Linked DNA regions of Gossypium hirsutum: region 2 is linked to region 1. A link is a contact called in public Hi-C data. All regions are on one chromosome and are shown on one strand. The core of a region is the stretch at or near the end of the contact, and the rest is flanking DNA. Distances in the headings are between cores, read along the strand shown. Region 1 holds the start of LOC107954782 (receptor like protein kinase S.2). Region 2 holds the start of LOC107954805 (trafficking protein particle complex subunit 11).

Evidence for each region. A called contact is a pair of places that touch in the nucleus more often than the background predicts.
Region 2: a contact with region 1 is called in a Hi-C map of leaf, with 3 times the contacts expected there. The contact joins the promoter of LOC107954805 here to the promoter of LOC107954782 in region 1. A contact is called at or near these places in 3 of 34 Hi-C or Micro-C datasets (callus and leaf).

What each region holds. Positions count from the first base shown.
Region 1 is chrD07:39,765,439-39,769,100 of Gossypium_hirsutum_v2.1, forward strand. LOC107954782 (receptor like protein kinase S.2) reads left to right here and starts at 2,035. Exons shown (of 3, transcript XM_016890454.2): 1 at 2,035-3,218; 2 at 3,524-3,662. The coding sequence starts at 2,803. LOC107954781 (exosome complex exonuclease RRP44 homolog A) reads left to right here. Exons shown (of 24, transcript XM_016890453.2): 18 at 68-188; 19 at 401-460; 20 at 553-658; 21 at 751-846; 22 at 960-1,041; 23 at 1,143-1,208; 24 at 1,369-1,752. The coding sequence ends at 1,582.
Region 2 is chrD07:40,138,371-40,142,287 of Gossypium_hirsutum_v2.1, forward strand. LOC107954805 (trafficking protein particle complex subunit 11) reads right to left here and starts at 1,461. Exons shown (of 7, transcript XM_041096611.1): 1 at 716-1,461; 2 at 491-614; 3 at 324-404; 4 at 1-207. The coding sequence starts at 1,218.

The DNA.
Region 1 (3,662 bases), core at 785-3,284:
CTTTGACATTGACACTGCTGTTGTTTGACACTCGGCCTTGCCTCCCTGACATTAATTTTTGGTTCAGGCGGCATCCAACTCCCACCAGAGAAATGCTTGAACCTTTGTTGTGCACTGCTGCTGCCATTGGACTCGACTTGGATGTTTCATCATCGAAGGCGTTGGCTGATTCCCTTGACCATGCTGTGGTAAGGTTCCTATTCGTTATATATTTGTCTGACAGTTCAGCTGACTTACCACCTCAGATGATTCCTTTTCTAGACATTTCTTCATCCAACTTCTTGCTTGTCTGGCTTCTTTTCTTTTTTTTCCATCTTTGCTACTTGGGACATGTTCATGTATTTGTTTGGCCTCTCTCTTTCATAGTTGATTCTTACATCTGAGAAAAACTGCCTTGCAGCGTGATGATCCTTACTTTAATAAGTTGATTCGGATACTGGCAACTAGGTGTATGACTCAGGTAAAGTTAGCTAGGAAATTTTTTCAATCTCCAGATGGTTTTGACCTACGCACTTTTTAACTTGGTACTAATTTGCCTTGGTTTCAAATTAGGCTGTTTATTTCTGTAGTGGGGATCTCAGCCCTCCAGAATATCATCATTATGGGCTTGCTGCGCCCCTATATACTCATTTCACTTCTCCTATTAGGAGATATGCAGGTTTGTGAACAAAAATTTGTTTGTTACTTTACCTTTTCTTGCTGATGTATACTTGATGATACTATTGCTCAAGTATGGAACCTTCCTTGCAGATGTGATTGTGCACAGGTTGCTTGCTGCATCTCTAGGGATCGATAAGCTTCCACCAGTTTTCCAGGACAGATCTCAACTAACTAGCATTGCTGATAGTAAGTTTTTTTTTCCTTTCATACTGTTTTTGAGGCTTCCATGGATTTGGGTAACAAACTTCACATACCCATGATATCCATTCTCAGCTTCCTATGCATTTTACCTGTTTCAGATCTGAATTATCGACATAGGAATGCCCAAATGGCAAGCAGGGCCTCTGTTGAGCTCCATACTCTCATTTACTTCAGAAAACTGTAACTGCCTTGGCCTCTCTCATGGAATTGAAACTGCCTTCTATAGAGCATAATGAATAATTGCACATGTTTTGAATTTATTTATTTATCTTATGCTGCAGGCCCACTGACACAGAAGCCAGAATAGTGAAGATAAGGTCCAACGGGTTCATTGTGTTTGTGCCCAAGTATGAACTTAGATCTTTTATGCTGGATTATCTGTATATGTTCCTCGTGTCTTTCTTTGTCTATCTGCTGTGTCTAGGCAGGAAAAGATAATGTTTTGGCACTTGTGTTTGTTGGGTGGAGAAAAAAGTAACATGAGTTTATGTTATATAAAACGAACAGATATGGAATAGAAGGCCCGGTGTACTTGACAGGCAGAGGAGAGAAGGGAAGCGGGGAGTGGCATGTGGACGAGCAGCAGCAGAAGATTGTAAAGATGGACAATAGTAATAGTAATAGCCTTTCCTACAGTGTTCTGCAATCAGTGAGGATCCACATGGAGGTTGTGGAACCCCAACCCAACCGCCCTAAACTGCAGCTTACTCTTATTTCCTAGAAGTAGAAGATAACATCAACATGCACAAAGGAGGAGCTTTTATTAGGTTATATAGTGTTGTATTATTATATAAGATGCAAATGGAATGAATCTTGTTGTGGTAATTATAGTAACTGGCCTTTGGTTTGGGTTAATTGATGTTGGATTGACACAAGAAACATTTTTGTTCATGGAGTGCGTGTTCCTATTTCTATATGTTATTTTTGCAATAACAAAAAGAATGAATAAATAAACTAACACAACTTGTTATTACTGCTAGATAGTAGAAAAAATGCATTGGGTGGGCGACAAACAAGTAGACCTAACCAGATGGATGTGCATTTTGATTATTTTATGCGCTGATGCATGGAACATGTGGGACCCAGGAAACTGCAATGAAATAAATGTCCTAAAGTGACCTTAATCAACGCCCCTAAAATACATCTCCCCCCCTTTTCTTTCATTGGTTTTGATTTCACATGATTCGTGGATGTGGGTCACATGGCATTGGCAGAGAACCCCCCTTGTAACGTTTTACCATCATCATACCATGTCATCTCTCACCTATTGCAATTTACAGGAAAGCCCATTTCCCCATTTTCAATCTCAAATTGCAGTAAGAAATGCAATGCAAAGTGTACATGTATATATATTTTAAATAAGGGTAGAGATAGATAAAAGAACCGTTAATGAATTGGAAACATAAATTTTTATTTTTTTATTTGTAATTTAGTGGACTCAGATAATAAGATGATTGATGTATTATTAGCAAGTAAAAATGGTAATAGTGAGGATAATGATGAAGTGAGTATGCATGCATGATGATGGATGGCATGGAGATGAAGACCAAAGAGGGACGGATGTAGTGTGTCCTTTTGTGGTGATTCCATTGTATGAAGTAAGGAATGAAGTCAAATTAATAGGCAAAGGCTCAAACTCTTTCAGTGTCACCTCAGCCTCCCTCCCTCCGACTCCGATGTCTCCCCCACATTTCCCTCCTTTGTCAGAAATCGAACACACACACCCTTTTAATTTAATATAAATACTATTAATTTTTTCAAAAATAAAATTAAAAAAAAAAAAGACAACGACGAGCATAGCAGAGTAGAGCACGAGACAGACATCTGTAGCAGATCACACACCACCGCCCTCGCCTCCTCCCCTACCTTTCACTTTGAACCCATTTCCCATCTACATTACCATCCCCCTTTTGGAGACCTCAGCCACTCCGATCTCCGCCCATGGCTGCAGCCCTCGAGTGCTGGTCCAGCCGAGCCACCACCGCCGATGACGACATGGTCGAGCAGGTTTTGATGCGCTCCAACGACCGATCCGAGGACACCTCCTCCTCCTCCTCTGCTTCTGCCAAACTTGAAGCCCCGTCCGCCAAGAACAAACGGTTCCAGAGGTTGAGCAGGAACGTCTCTGAGGCCATTGCCTCTCTCAAGAACTCTCTCAATCTCGACACTTCCTCCCCACGTGATCAGCTTCCTCCTCCTGTTCCTTCTGTCCCTTCATCTTCCTCCAAGGCCGACGTTTGCCGGAAAGTGGTCTGGGGTACCGTTGTACGGAACTTGACTCAGCTTTACCCTGGAAGCCAGTTGCCTGAGAAGCTTGTCTCCAATATCCGCAAGCATTATGATTCCTTGCCTCTCAGGTCCCCTTCCCTTCCCTTGCCTCTTCCTTCTTCCTACTCAGTTTAGGGTACTCTGAAAATTGCAACAACAATCAACAGGATCCTAAAAGCAGTTTCCTATCAGCATGGGTTTTTCATCTTTATTTTTCCTTGGCTTTCAAACAGTGAAAGTTCGGGTTTCTTATAATTATTTTTACTATTATTATTTTCTTCAAATGTTTAAAGTGGCCTTGCCTTAGTTACTGCTGAAATGTTCTAGTTCTTCTCCCCCCCAATTATGCTTTTCTTTTTTGTAATTTTCTTTTGATTGGGTATTATGTTGACAGTTATGCACAGGCGGGATTTGATATGAAAGAAGTATTTCTACATATAAAATTGATAGAGCAGGCATCAGGGGATGATCACCCTGCTATATTTATTCAGCAAACATCTGATGATGAGGTACAAGGTTGCGTGTTTAAGCTC
Region 2 (3,917 bases), core at 211-2,710, 370 kb after region 1:
GAGCCATTCCCAGTGAAGAAAAATGACATTTGGATCTCCAACAAGGCTCTTGTAGGAGACAACGTGTTGGCGGAACCATGTAATTGCTTCTCTGAGCTTTCCACCATGCAACAACAAAGTGCAAATCTTGAAATGCAAGTGCTCAGCAACAATTTTGATCTCAAATAAGCGTTGTATTGGAGGCAATCTTGTTGAGGTAGCAACCATCTAAATGAATAGCATTGACATAGATGGTAGCAGTGACAAGTAGACGGAACTAAGTAACTAGTATTAAGTATGATAAACAGAAGGATGGTAAAGAAATAGGATAATTAGGGAAGAACCTCGCGCAGGGCATGATAGGCATCCTCATAAAACCTCAAGGCTTCAGCCCAGTCTCGTCGGAACTCTGCATACACAGCAACCTACCCATTTTGTGAACCAATGAGCCAATACATAAGGAATTAATAATATGAAAAAGTGAGGAAAGCTATTCTTTTATTATTATTACTTTAAAACAGTAGCGAACTTGGAGATCGGGAGAGGAGAAATTCTTCTTTTCAATGCGAGCTTTAATCCTTCGACCTTCTTCTCTGTAAAAAGTAGTTTCTAGTTCGGCAAAACTGGCGCTCAACCTGACAGACATTACAATGTATGGGATATAGTTCATACAGCAATTAATTCAGTAAAGTACTAATTATTGTTAGATAAAAAGGGGAGGGGGGGAATTGAGCACCTTTGAAGAGAGTTATTGAGTTGAGAAGGATCGGGGTTGAAGAGGAGAAGGTACTTGGAATCGACCTCTGCTCGCTTCCGTAAGGCAAGCAGACGATCTTCACTAATGTCATCGGATTGGCCCACCACAACGAGCAGCAACAATTTGGTGTTCCTGGGACGAATAGCGGCTTTTAGGTCATCCAGATCGGAGCAGACTTGGACCCACTGGGCAGGGTCACCGGAGACATGATCCCAGGAGAAGAGGGCGGCCACCACGGCGGGGATCTTAGTGCGGTGCTTGACCAGCCAATCCCTTTTCAAAAATCCGGCGGGGGAAGAAGAAGGGGAGGGCGGGCGATGGAGGAGATGGGAGAGCTTGGAGAAGTTGGGCAAGGCCAAGGTGTTGATAGGATGCTGCTGGGAGAGGAGGTGGGTGGTTATCGCCCCATGCTGCTCTGGGCATCCTACCAATGCTACCAGCGCCACTGGTGGACTCCTCAATTCTTCTGGGTACTCTTCCATTTACTCTCTGCACTTGGAATTTCTTGATACTTTCGTATTTTTCTTTGTAATTTTTTTTCTACAACAGAATAGAAGACGATGATGGATCAGTTTCTGATTTTTAGGCCTGATTTCATTATCTAGTATTTGGGCTTCTCTTCCCCACCCCAAACCACTAATATGGCTACTAGCTGCCTGCCTACTCCAAACAATACTTTGCCTTCACTTTCAAGGGTTTCCTTTTTTCTCAATGTTACAAAGTCACAAAAGATTCGATTAAATTTGTAGATTAGATGTTATTTAGAGAGGATATGCTCTATCAATGTTGTTTGTTGTTTTCATAGTTAGAAGACTTGAATTTAAAACTTTAATTAAAAAGTATCGATGTAACACTTTGATACCAATTTGATTTTCAGTTCTGAGTTACTAGGTATTACATTCGTTGCTAGAAAAACTACGATCAACTATATTCAAATTATATTTTTAAATGATCAATTTCAACCCACATGCATATAATACAAAATACAATTGTTTTCGGATCTTATACGAGTTTACGAAAGTTCTAAAACTAATTCAAAGTTGAATTAGGACCAATTGTAAAAATTTCAAAACATTAGGTTGACATTACAATATCAGGGGGTTCCTCATCACAACGTAACATACTGAGTAAACCTTGTCGCCACGTTCAATATTCAATGTTGCACAGTGGCATGGCAACTAATCTCATTGCGATGGGACAAATGACTACCTCTAGAAGTACTTACGTCCAGAGTAGAAATCTTGCACAAAATTTATTAGAAAGAGTGGTATCCATAAGTATACAATTCAGGTTGTAATATAGTTACAACGTAGTAAATGAGTACTCCGAAGATTGTACCCAAGGGAGGCGAGCACTAAATTAATTCTAACCTAAGCACAAATAGATCTAATTAGTACTTTAGGTAGATTATATTACAATCAAATATAAAGAAAGGTTTTTGAGATTTTTATAATAATAATAATACAATAAATAAGTAACGAGAAATCAAATAGTAGAATATGTTAAATCTGAGTATGGGTGATTAGCTTGCTTCGGTAATCATAACCAACTATTGCTTCGGGTTTTCTTGTTTAATCAACTAGCCAATATCCCATCAGGATCTTCCAATCTAGAATAACAAGTCAGCAATAACTACTTATCCCTCGACCTCACAATTCACACTGGTTCGGGGTTAAGGTGTCCACGAATAGGTCATACCAATTTTGGGTTAATTCCTACTTTAATGACTTTCTAGGGTCATCAAGCCTAGGGTTTAAGTTCTTCCTTTCCCAAACAGTTGATTCGCTAAGAGAACCCTACAAAACAGTTAATTAATCATACCTCTACTCTCTAATCCCTCACAAGAGGATTAGTTCCTTATGGATCTTATAAACAATATAGACTTGATATATAGAATAAACATGAATAACAATTCAAGACTATAAAGTTAGCAGAAGCCTGATTTGTATTGAATAGAATGCCGAATCCTTACAGAGTTTGATCAAGTTTGCAAATCTGATCTCTTCCGTAAAAGTAAAAGAACAAAACTGAAATAAATCTAAAGCCTAAGAAAAGAGAAAAAACTAAAGACTAAAACTAGGAATAAAATTATACAATATGAAAAGTTGTCCATAACATGTGTTGAATGAGCCCATTTATAGATTTAAAATAGTCGTCGTCCTTAACCCCAGGTCAACTGTTGTCCTTGTGTTTAATGTTTGATTGTGCAGACCAAAACATCTCTGGCTCGTAATTACTTCCTATACAGAGGTGATATCGCAACACACCAGGTTCTGTGTCGTGACATCGAAGGCAATATGCTTCATCTTCAAGATATCTTCAGGGGTGTGTCGCGACACCGAATGCAGTCTTGAATTATTATATTCTACTCATTATGTTGCGACATTTAACTCTCCGTGTTGCAACAGAAAGACCAGTATCGAGTTAGTACACCTTCTAATGGTCTTCTACATGCTCACAAAGCATATTAGCTCACCTTTAGGCCTCATTTTTCCCCTAAGGTCAATAAAAGACTCAATTTACACATTTTATTTAATGCAAATAGAATTACAAAAGCTTAACTAAAACTTAACCAAAGTGCTTGTATTCAAGCTCCTAAAGTGTGAAAACTAGTTTAGTTTGCTACACTGAATTACGACAGATCAAACTCCCCTACACTTAAGTCATTGCTTGTCCTTAAGCATAGCAACAAAAATAGTAAATGAAAAGATGATCCTTGAACCAGTATAGCACAAATGTTGGTTTTGGAGCACATGAATAAGCATTGTATATTTACACATAATCTCGGTATAATATATAGCTGACTTACCACTTCAAATATCAAACACCTAAGTTCAGTACATTACAAAGCATACAAACATTGAGGGTCTCAAATGTAAGAATCCATCAATAAATTATACAAGTAATTTGATTATCATAGTAGAATACAAACAGTTGTAAATACAATTATTCAGTATGATGTCAAATTGTAAATAAGTCTATCTAGATCACATAGGGTTTTTCGGCTTGTAATGTTCTAAGGCTTGGGATAGGTATGAAGTTCAAGAACAGTAAGCATCAAATAGTTTCAAGCACAAAAATAGTTTGACACATCATATTATCCCCTATTCTCCCCCTTAATGACCCATTCCCACTCACCACCTTATTTCTCCTTCTCTCACATTTCTTCTTTCTCCTTATA